Regions from separate parts of the Pan troglodytes genome. Here all the other regions are linked to region 1. Evidence: chromatin contacts called from public HiChIP or PLAC-seq data. All regions are on one chromosome and are shown on one strand. The core of a region is the stretch at or near the end of the contact, and the rest is flanking DNA. Distances in the headings are between cores, read along the strand shown.

The links. HiChIP or PLAC-seq counts read pairs in DNA pulled down with a chosen protein or histone mark.
Region 2: a contact with region 1 is called in an H3K4me3 HiChIP or PLAC-seq map of stem cell-derived excitatory neurons, with 15 times the contacts expected there. The contact joins the promoter of C1QBP here to the promoter of AIPL1 in region 1. A contact is called at or near these places in 1 of 7 Hi-C or Micro-C datasets (stem cell-derived neural progenitor cells) and 1 of 1 datasets of contacts at active chromatin or transcription factors (stem cell-derived excitatory neurons).
Region 3: an H3K4me3 HiChIP or PLAC-seq map of stem cell-derived excitatory neurons shows a contact between it and region 1, with 14 times the contacts expected there. The contact joins the promoter of DERL2 here to the promoter of AIPL1 in region 1. A contact is called at or near these places in 1 of 7 Hi-C or Micro-C datasets (stem cell-derived neural progenitor cells) and 1 of 1 datasets of contacts at active chromatin or transcription factors (stem cell-derived excitatory neurons).

What each region holds. Positions count from the first base shown.
Region 1 is chr19:16,935,769-16,938,824 of NHGRI_mPanTro3-v2.0_pri, forward strand. It overlaps AIPL1 (aryl hydrocarbon receptor interacting protein like 1), which reads right to left and starts at 1,523. Exons shown (of 5, transcript XM_063799510.1): 1 at 1,379-1,523; 2 at 284-463. The coding sequence starts at 1,474.
Region 2 is chr19:15,954,376-15,957,431 of NHGRI_mPanTro3-v2.0_pri, forward strand. C1QBP (complement C1q binding protein) reads right to left here and starts at 1,593. Exons shown (of 6, transcript XM_511993.9): 1 at 1-1,593. It overlaps DHX33 (DEAH-box helicase 33), which reads right to left. Exons shown (of 11, transcript XM_003952955.6): 11 at 2,418-3,056.
Region 3 is chr19:15,999,917-16,002,972 of NHGRI_mPanTro3-v2.0_pri, forward strand. It overlaps DERL2 (derlin 2), which reads right to left and starts at 1,391. Exons shown (of 7, transcript XM_009431690.4): 1 at 958-1,391. The coding sequence starts at 1,065. MIS12 (MIS12 kinetochore complex component) reads left to right here and starts at 960. Exons shown (of 2, transcript XM_001166929.6): 1 at 960-1,258.

The DNA of each region.
Region 1 (3,056 bases), core at 273-2,772:
CACACACACACACACACACAAATGTGAGGACTGTGAAGTGGGCCAGCTCACTCCTGCTGGTCATAGCCCTGCTCCCCATCAGCCAGACACAGCATGGGTCACCCCTTCCAGCCCTTGTTCCCTCCATCTTCACATGCACAGCTGTGGGGAATAAGGTTGCAGGACTGGCTTTGCAAAGCTTCGCTTGAGTCCCAGCTTTCCCGAAACACAGCAGCCCCGCAAAGCGGGTGGGTGAGCCCAGAAAAGACTAGTCCCAGGAGACAGGCGTGCAGGGCCTACTTACGATGGTGTCGCACCAGAACTCGGCCACCTCGTGCACCCGCATGGAGGTAAGCAGGATCTCCCAGACCTCGAGCTTGAACATGTTTCCGATGATGATGTGCATGGGCTGGCCCACCTGCCGGCTGTCGTCAATGACTGTCCGCTCCTCATCACATTTCATGGTGCGGAAATGAAAGATCACCTGGTCACCGAGACGGTGCACTCTGCTCTAGACACACCGTTCAAGGCCCGGCAGAAGCCACCCCCTTGCCACCGACACCCAGGGCTGTCCCCAGGGTCAGCTCACTCAGTTCACCCCATCAGATGCCTCAGACCTCTGGAGCACCTCCACCCTGCCTGCACCCCCCAGGGAGGAGGGACCCACCCCTCCCTACAGACCCCATTCCACTCCCCACAGCCCTGTGCGTCCAGAAATCCTTCCTCAAAGAAACCCGAGTTCTTTTTTTTTTTTTTTTTTTTTTTTGAGACAGAGTCTCACTCTGTTGCCCAGGTTGGAGTGCAGTGGTATGATCTCGGCTCACTGCAACCTCCACCTCCTGGGCTCAAGTGATTCTCCTGCCTCAGTCTCCTGAGTATCTGAACTGGGATTACAGGCGTCCAGCACATCTGGCTACTTTTTGTGTTTTCAATAGAGACGGGGTTTCACATGTTGGTCAGGCTGGTCTCGAACTCTTGACCTCATGATCTGCCCATCTTGGCCTCCCAAAGTGCTGGGATTACAGGCAGGAGCCGCCTCGCCTGGCCAAAGCCCGAATTCTGTAGCCACAGATGCACCCTTCAGTCCAGGGAAGCCCAACAGACATTTGGGGACAAATACCAAGACCCCTCGGACTCCCTTTCTTCTCAGTCAACATTTAGGGCTCCAGAAAATTCCCAAAAGCCCTTCCCCTCAGCCCATGCTAAAGTTGAATCTGCAAAGTACCAAAAATGCCCCCTGAATGGGGTAAACTCTGGGAGCTTCCCGGAGGCCCAGCGCTGGGGCTGCCTGGCTGTTTTTTTGGCACAGCTGGAAGCTGTTTACAGTGCCTTGGGGCACTCCTGGAATGTTGAAGGCTGCTGTGGGGGACCCTGTCTGCTCCGGAGGGGCCCCACTCACTCGGGATCCGGTGATGAAGTTTGGGAGCTCGCCCGTGCCCCCGTGCAGAATGGTTTTCTTGACCCCTTCCACGTTCAGGAGCAGAGCGGCATCCATGGCTGCAGGAGAAAGGGAGGTGTCCAGCACAGGCGGAGATAATCTCACCTCCGGGGAAGACCCTTAGGCGGCTGAGACTCTGGGATTTACCCAGCCAGGAGGAGTGGGGGGAAGGGCAGACGGTGGGGGCGGTGACCTAGGCGCCCCGGCTTCTCATCAGAGCCACTCGGGCCGGGCCTGTGGTCCACAGGCAGCCTCGCCTCCTATCCCATCCACCTTTGCTTCCAGTGATTCTGGGCCCCTGCCCAGGGTTGTGCTAGATTTGGCTTTTTGTTCCACCCCAAGAAGGAAAAAGGTCCGCTGAGCTTTCTTAAAGAAGACAGGGGACCAGGCACGGTGACTCACGCCTGTAATCCCAGCACTTTGGGAGGCCGAGGCGGGCAGATCACGAGGTCAAGAGATCGAGACCATCCTGGCTAATATGGTGAAACCCCATCGCTACTAAAAATACAAAAATTAGCCGGGGGTGGTGGCGGGCGCCTGTAGTTCCAGCTACTCGGGAGGCTGAAGCAGGAGAATCACTTGAACCCGGGAGGCGGAGGTTGCAGTGAGCCGAGATAGCGCCACTGCACTCCAGCCTGGCGATGTGGAGAGAGGCCTGGAGGCCACTGAAGGGGAAAAGGAGGGGAGGCATGGGCTGGGCCCAGACTCTAAGTCCCCGAGGACCCCAGGCCAGCCGGGGTGGCAGCTGCCCTTTGCCATCCAGCCACCTTCCTACTTTCCCTGTTCCCCCTCCCCTGCGCAGAATCTGCCTTTAGGAGGCCCTGCGATGGTGGCCCAAGGGAAGAGGCGACAGGTTTCTGGCTTGGGAGGGAAGGAAGACGGAGAACGAAAGGCGGGGTGGGTTTGGGTAAAGTTGAGGCGCCCTCCGCAGCCCCGCTCCTGCCTCCCCTGCAAGGTCTGGCTGGGGGAAGGGTGGGTATCCCCTCCCCTCCCCTTTGGAGGCCCTTAGCCCTGTGCCCTGGGAACCAGGCAGAGTTTATTGAGGGCATCAGGGACGCCCAGAAGGGCTGGGAAACATAAATGCGAAGACCTGGTGTTTGGCACCACCGTGTGGCCAGTTCAAGCTCCTACACCTCCGCACCCTGAGGGCACTGGACTCAGCTCCACAAAACCATTCTCTTCCTGACACCAGGCTCACTGGTTGCAGAGGGAAGGGGTGCAGGACTCTGCTACAGGGAGAGAGAAAAACACGGGACTAAGGAGGCTGAAGTAGGTGGATCACCTGAGGTCAGGAGTTTTGTATTTTTAGTAGTCTGTACTAAAAATACAAAAATTACCCAGGCATGGTGGTGCGCACCTGTAATCCCAGCTACTCAGGAGGCTGAGGCAGGAGGCTGAGGCAGGAGGCTGAGGCAGGAGCCTCGCTTGAACCCTGGAGGCGGAGGTTGCAGTGAGCTGAGACCGTGCCACTGCACTCCAGCCTGAGCAACACAGCGAGACTCTGTCTCAAAAAAACAAAACAAAACAAAAAATGCTAGACCAGGCTGGGCGCAGTGGCTCATGGCTGTAATCCTAGGACTTTGGGAGCCAAGGCAGGTGGATCACCTCAGATCAGGACTTAGAGACCAGCCTGGTCAAC
Region 2 (3,056 bases), core at 343-2,842, 980 kb before region 1:
TGTTACAATGTTCTGTGATAATGTTGGGTGTGTTAGGCCTCAGGAAACAGACTCTGTCTCCCCTTCTCCTGCCCTCCTTTTACCTGCCCCAAAGCAGGACTCTAATCTCCTTCCACATTTCTGATTATGGGTCTTAAGTCCCTTCCCAGAGAAGGTCCCACCATATACCCTGGGGGAAGGGATGCTGATGTCCAGAAGCTTCCATAAAAACCCAAGAGGAGAGGGTTTGCAGAGCCTCTGATAGCTGAATACGTAGAGGTTCCTGGAGGGTGGTGGCCCAGGGTAGGCAATGAACCTCGGAGCTTCTTCCCCATTCCCCACCCTGCTCATCTCATCTGTATCCTTGGTCATATCCTTTATATGAAACCGGTGAATGTGTTTCCCTGAGTTCTGTGAACTGCTCCAGTGAGTTAACATAATCCAAAGAGGGGGGTCGTGGGAACCCCAACTTGAAGCGGGTTGGTCGGAAGTTTCAGAGGCCCAGACTTGCCATTGCTGTCTGAAGGTGGCGGCGGTCTTGGGGACTGAGCCCTCAACCTATGGGATCTGACACTATCTCCAGGTAGATACTGTTGGGATTGAATTGGAGGACACCCAGCTGGTGTCTGCTGCTTAGTGTGGAGGGAAAAAACCCAAACCTTTGGCCACAGAAGTCTTCTGTGTTGATTGTTGTGTTGTGAGAGCAAAGGAAAGTCTGAGGGTTTTCCTGAAAGAGGCCTTCCTAGAACCTTTTTTCCACCGGCTCGGAACTCATGCTCGTGCGCACCCAGCCCATATGCTTCATTCTCTTTTCAACAGGAACCTCCTAGCGTTGCTGCTTTAACCAGGTTAAACCCAACCAGACTGTGACATCCTCAAGGGCAGGATCCATGATTAATTTTTGTGACCTTCCCTCTCTGCACCTCCAACCTTGCATCCAAGTTCTAATGGAACATCATTTTTCTGGGGACAAGAAGCCAGCTTATATCATTTAGATAAGTCCAGAGGCTTCCATAAAAACCCGAGGACAGGGTTTGGAGAGCCTCTGATAGCTAAATACATGGAGGTTCCTGGAGGGTGGTGGCCCAGGGAGGGCATGGAGGCTCGGAGCTTCTTCCCCATTCCCCACCCTGCTCATCTCCTTACCTGTATCCTTGGTCATATCTTTTGTATGAAACCGGTAAATGTGTTTCCCTGAGTTCTGTGAGTTGCTCCAGTAAATTAATATAACCCAAAGACAGGGTTCAGATTTATTAAAAATCAACAATCCTACCTTCCCAGGATATACAGGACATATAAGCTACTAAGAAGCTATGTCTTACTAACTCATGGTAAGACTAACACTTAATATTTTCTAAATAATTTTCTATGAATAATGGAAAAGAGATGCAAGAAACAAGTCACACACATCATATACAAGATTCATTTTTAATGGATTTGATCGTCGGGTGCAAATTTGAGCATTATTTACAAGAGCTTTCTGTAGAGTTATTTCTGTTCAAATAAAACCAGACTCTCAAAATACAACATAAGCCTGAACCTACTTGATTTTTTTTTCTCCCTCTAGTTACCAAGGAATATCGTATCTCAGATGCATGGCCTACTATCACACTGGTCTTTAAAGAAAAAAAAAAAATGCATGGCCACAGTTGCAGGCAGTTCCTGGTAGCTGGATTTAGTGGATTTATATATGACAGTACAGTACATCATCAGTTTCACCCACAGGGCAGAACCTGCCTCCATTCAGGCATTTCTTTACAACTGGCAGCAAGGCAGCATTAAGGGTTTTTAGCCAGGACCTGCTGTTTGCAGTCCTGCCCCTTGTAGTGTTACTCTGGGTGTTGCACACTCCATGATTACTAGAAGACAAACACCTGAGGCATGCAATCTGCTTGGAGTGCATCTATTTACATGAAGCTGCTCACGGGAGCTGGTGATTCTTCCTGATATGGGTTTCGTAGGTTGGCAAAGAGTTATCACACCATCAGAGATTTTACCAATGGAAAGAGAGTAGCTGAAGATTATATTGCAATGTTATTGTGAAACATTTAACTTTCTTAAGTTTAAAGTGTACTATCTCCTGCAGCTCAATATAAACAACGATGTATTTCTTTGTAGCAGTATGTGGAGTCAGAATGGGTTTTCCAATCTGATTTAATCCCTGAGCAGCTATGTTAAAAGTTAACTTTTTAAAAAAGCCCAATAAAAAACTAAATACTGTATTAAAACTCTACCACAATGTTACAGGGATAAACTTATTTCTGTACAGAAACATTAAAGCTACTTAGAAGCTGTTTACATCCTTTGCCTCTCAGAAAAAAAATATACATTTCCGGAAACTGTTCAGGTACCTAAGCTGGACATAAATTACCCCAAGTTTTTTCTTTTTCTTTCTTTCTTTCCTTCCTTCCTTCCTTCCTTCCCTCCCTCCCTCCCTCCTTCCTTCCTTTCTTTCTTTTTTTTTCTGAGACAGTCTCACACTGTCGGCCAGGCTGGAATGCAGTGGCGTGATCTTGGCTCACTGCAAACTCTGCCTCCCAAGTTCAAGCAATTCTTGTGCCTCAGCCTCCCAGGTAGCTGGGATTACAGGCGTGTGCCACCATGCCCAGCTAAGTTTTGTATTTTTAGTAGAGACGGGGTTTTGCCATGTTGGCCAGGCTGGTCTTCAACTTCTCAGGCAATCCACCCACCTCAGCCTCCCATCCCAATGCTGGGATTACAGGCATGAGGTGATCCGCCCGCCTTGGCCTCCCAAAGTGCTGGGATTACAGGTGTGAGCCACTGCGCCCGGCCACCCCCCAATTTTTTTTTTTTTTTTTTACCAGCACTATGAATGATTAAAAATACAATACTTTTTCTTTCTAAGTAGGACTAAACATCCTAATCCCCTACTGGAAAACAAAAAACAAAAAACAAAAAAAAAACTGTGGAAAACTTTTCAGAAAGTCAGCAGTGGTAACAAGTCAGTGAGAAGTGGAAGAACTGGTTCAAAGTTTAAGAATTCAGTAAGATAAGGTATATAGGAGCTGTCAGATCTTATTTTGCCCACGTATAACCATTTCTGACAGACAGCCCTA
Region 3 (3,056 bases), core at 141-2,640, 940 kb before region 1:
CTGTTTTATGTTGCAATAGTTGAGGCTGACATGAAGAAATGAGGCAGACAGGTGGTGATATTTTAGACACAGGACAAATAAAAACAGCTGCTATGAATCTACCCACCACATGGGCACCACCTGAAACAGCTGTATGAAACAACAAAACTCACTTGAAATAACGGAGACTGGAGACCCTGCCACCGTTAGGGCTGGGTACCTCCAGCTAGCCCCTTATTTAGATTCAGAGACCCTTTTTATTATAAGCCATTCCCCTCTCGACAGTTTCCAGCTTGCTTTCCCCATTCCTGTTTCTTCACTAAACGGACCTTCCTCTCACTAGTCACCATGGTACCACCTGGCCATTGGCAGAGCTCTCGGACACATTTCTTGGGTGGGAGGCTCCCGCAACCCTAACCCGCTATAGGTCGGGCGCTCATCTCTTAGAAACTGACCTGACCCCCCATGAAGCAGCACTCCCTTCTCACGTCACTGGATAAGCATTCTTGGCGCCAACTCGAACCCCAGAGTAATCCCTGTACGCCTCCACCCATCCCCGGGACCAGCCCCTCTGGGCCTCCCCGAGGCCCAAACCCCAGTTTCCTGAAGACCCAGTCATATCCAGCCCAGATAATGAGAAGGTGGCACTGCAGCTGCTCACCACGGCGGCGGTGGTGAGGACGCAGGCAGTGGTGTAGGCGCGGCTGACCGGTGGGATCTGCAGGTACTCCAGCCGCAAGCTCTGGTACGCCATCTTCCCCACCGTCGCCTGCCCCACCCCCCGCCCCATTTCCCCTTCCGCCAGCAGGCCCCGGCGGCGGGGCGGGCCCAAAGGCTCCCCGCCCACTTTAGTTTTCCCGCGACTGCCCAATCAACGCCAAGCAACCGGCCAGCCGCCAATCCGTAGAGACCTAAGGAACGCACATCCGCCAATCACGAGTTGCGTCGCCACCGCCCCCCAGCGCCCCATCTCCCCACCCTCTCTTCTCCACCAGCCAACGTCCGGGAAAAACGAGTAAGTCCAGGTTCGTTCTGCCAATCCCCGCCGGCCACAGCTAACTTTCCCGCCCGGCCCCTTTCTGTCATAATTGAGGTGTCCACAACCAGCCAATCAGGAACGCGAGAGTATCCCGCGTTTGCTTTCGCTCGCCGAGGCGCGTATCAGTCGGAATTTTGGGGAGCCAACCGCGCCGTCGGTCCCTGGCAAGCCAGCTGCGGTTTCAAGGAGGTGGCGGGAAGCCTGTGTGTGCTCGAATTCGTCACCCTCATGGTCGCTCCGGTAAGTGCTGCGGGGCAGCATTTTCTCTGAGGAGGAGCGGGGACGGGCGAGACTGGCTTAAGCGTCTTCGCGAGGGAGCGCGGCGGCCTGTGTGTCGGCCTCACCCCGGGCTCCGACCTGAAGGTCCCAGCATGCAGCGCGGGCGCGGGGCCCGACGGAAGCCGGGAGCCGGCCGGAAGCAGTTCCTGCGCTCTGGCTTCTGGGTCCTGTCCTGCGCGATCGCGGGGTCTTAGACAGCTCAACTCGCCGAGATGACCTGGGCACCTCTGCGTTGAATCGGCAAATACTGATCAAGCCGCATTTATTCTGCTCTCAGGAACTCTAAGTCTAGCAGAGAAGATGAGGCGGTAGATGTTCATCAGTCAGTGCCCGAAGAGAAGTCCTAATGGGAATTCGAAGAAAGGAGTTAATCAAGGAAGTGTATTTTTTTGTTGTTGTTTGAGATGGCGCCCACCTGTAATCCCAGCTACTTGGGAGGCTGAGCTAAGAGGATCACTTGAACTTAGGAGGCAGAGGTTGTAGCGAGCCGAGATCATACCACTGTACTCCAGCCTGGGCGAAAGAGTGAGACTTTGTCTCAAACAACAACAACAAGAAAATTAGCCAGGCATGGTGGCCTGCACCTGTTGTCCTGGCTACTTGGGAGACTGAGGTGGGAGGATTGCTTGGGCCCGGGAGGTTGAGGCTGCAGTGATCCGTGATCGTGCCACTGCACTCCAGCCTGGGCGACAGAGCGAGAACATGTCTCAAAGAAAAAAAGAAAAACAGAAAGAAATCCTACCTTACATATACAGTCAAACAGTTATAACCACTCCATATTTAGCCATTACAAACGTAAATTTTTATTTTATTTTATTTTATTTTTTGAGACAGAGTCTCGCTCTGTTGCCCAGGCTGGGGTGCAGTGGCACAATCTCGGCTCACTGCAACCTTCGCCTCTCGGGTTCCAGTGATTCTCCTGCCTCAGCCTCCCGAGTAGCTGGGATTGCAAGTGCCCACCATCACGCCTGGGTAATTTTTGTATTTCTAGTAGAGATAGGGTTTTGCCATGTTGGCCAGGCTGGTCTCGAACTCCTGACCTCAGGTGATCCGTCCATCCGGCCTCCTAAAGTGCTGAGATTACAGGCTTGAGCTATGGTGCTCAGCCTACAAACATAAATTCTTAAGATTGGCTGCATCTTATCTTCCCATAAGAAGATTTGACTGTACTGCTTATTGCAAATTATTTCATAAAGTGCATCCTAAATTCACCTGATAATTGAAGTAGCAGTTTGTTTTAGCTAATTGCCTGTATCTGAAGGAATAATAAAATTTCTCTTATTTCTATGACAAGCATATCATTTCATCTCAGAAAAAGATGCCTAGGTTGAATTCCCACAATGATAAGGAGATAGGGGTTTTATTTTCCTAGATGTTTATATTTGAGAGGAATTACTCGCAGACCCTTGAAAAAACATGTCAGGGTTATAAAGCTGACAAGGGACTTACTCATCTTCTAATTGGGTTTTTTTCAGATGGCTTGGCTGGAGGACAAGCAAATTGAGGACATTGGCAACGGAGTGATCAAAATGATAGATCATGAGGCCTAAAATGAATAAGGAAAGAAGAGAAGTGGCAGAGGCTGAGAACAGAAAGAGAGGGTGGAGGGGCTGTAAATCTTGAAGATTAGGGTATAATATGAGTATATGAGTAAGATTTGGAAGAATTGTATAGGAGGCAGTAGTCAAAAAGTAGAAGCAGTTTGGAAGAGTAGTTACAAATATCAAGAGCCAGGTGGCTAAAAGGTGGAGCTATAGGT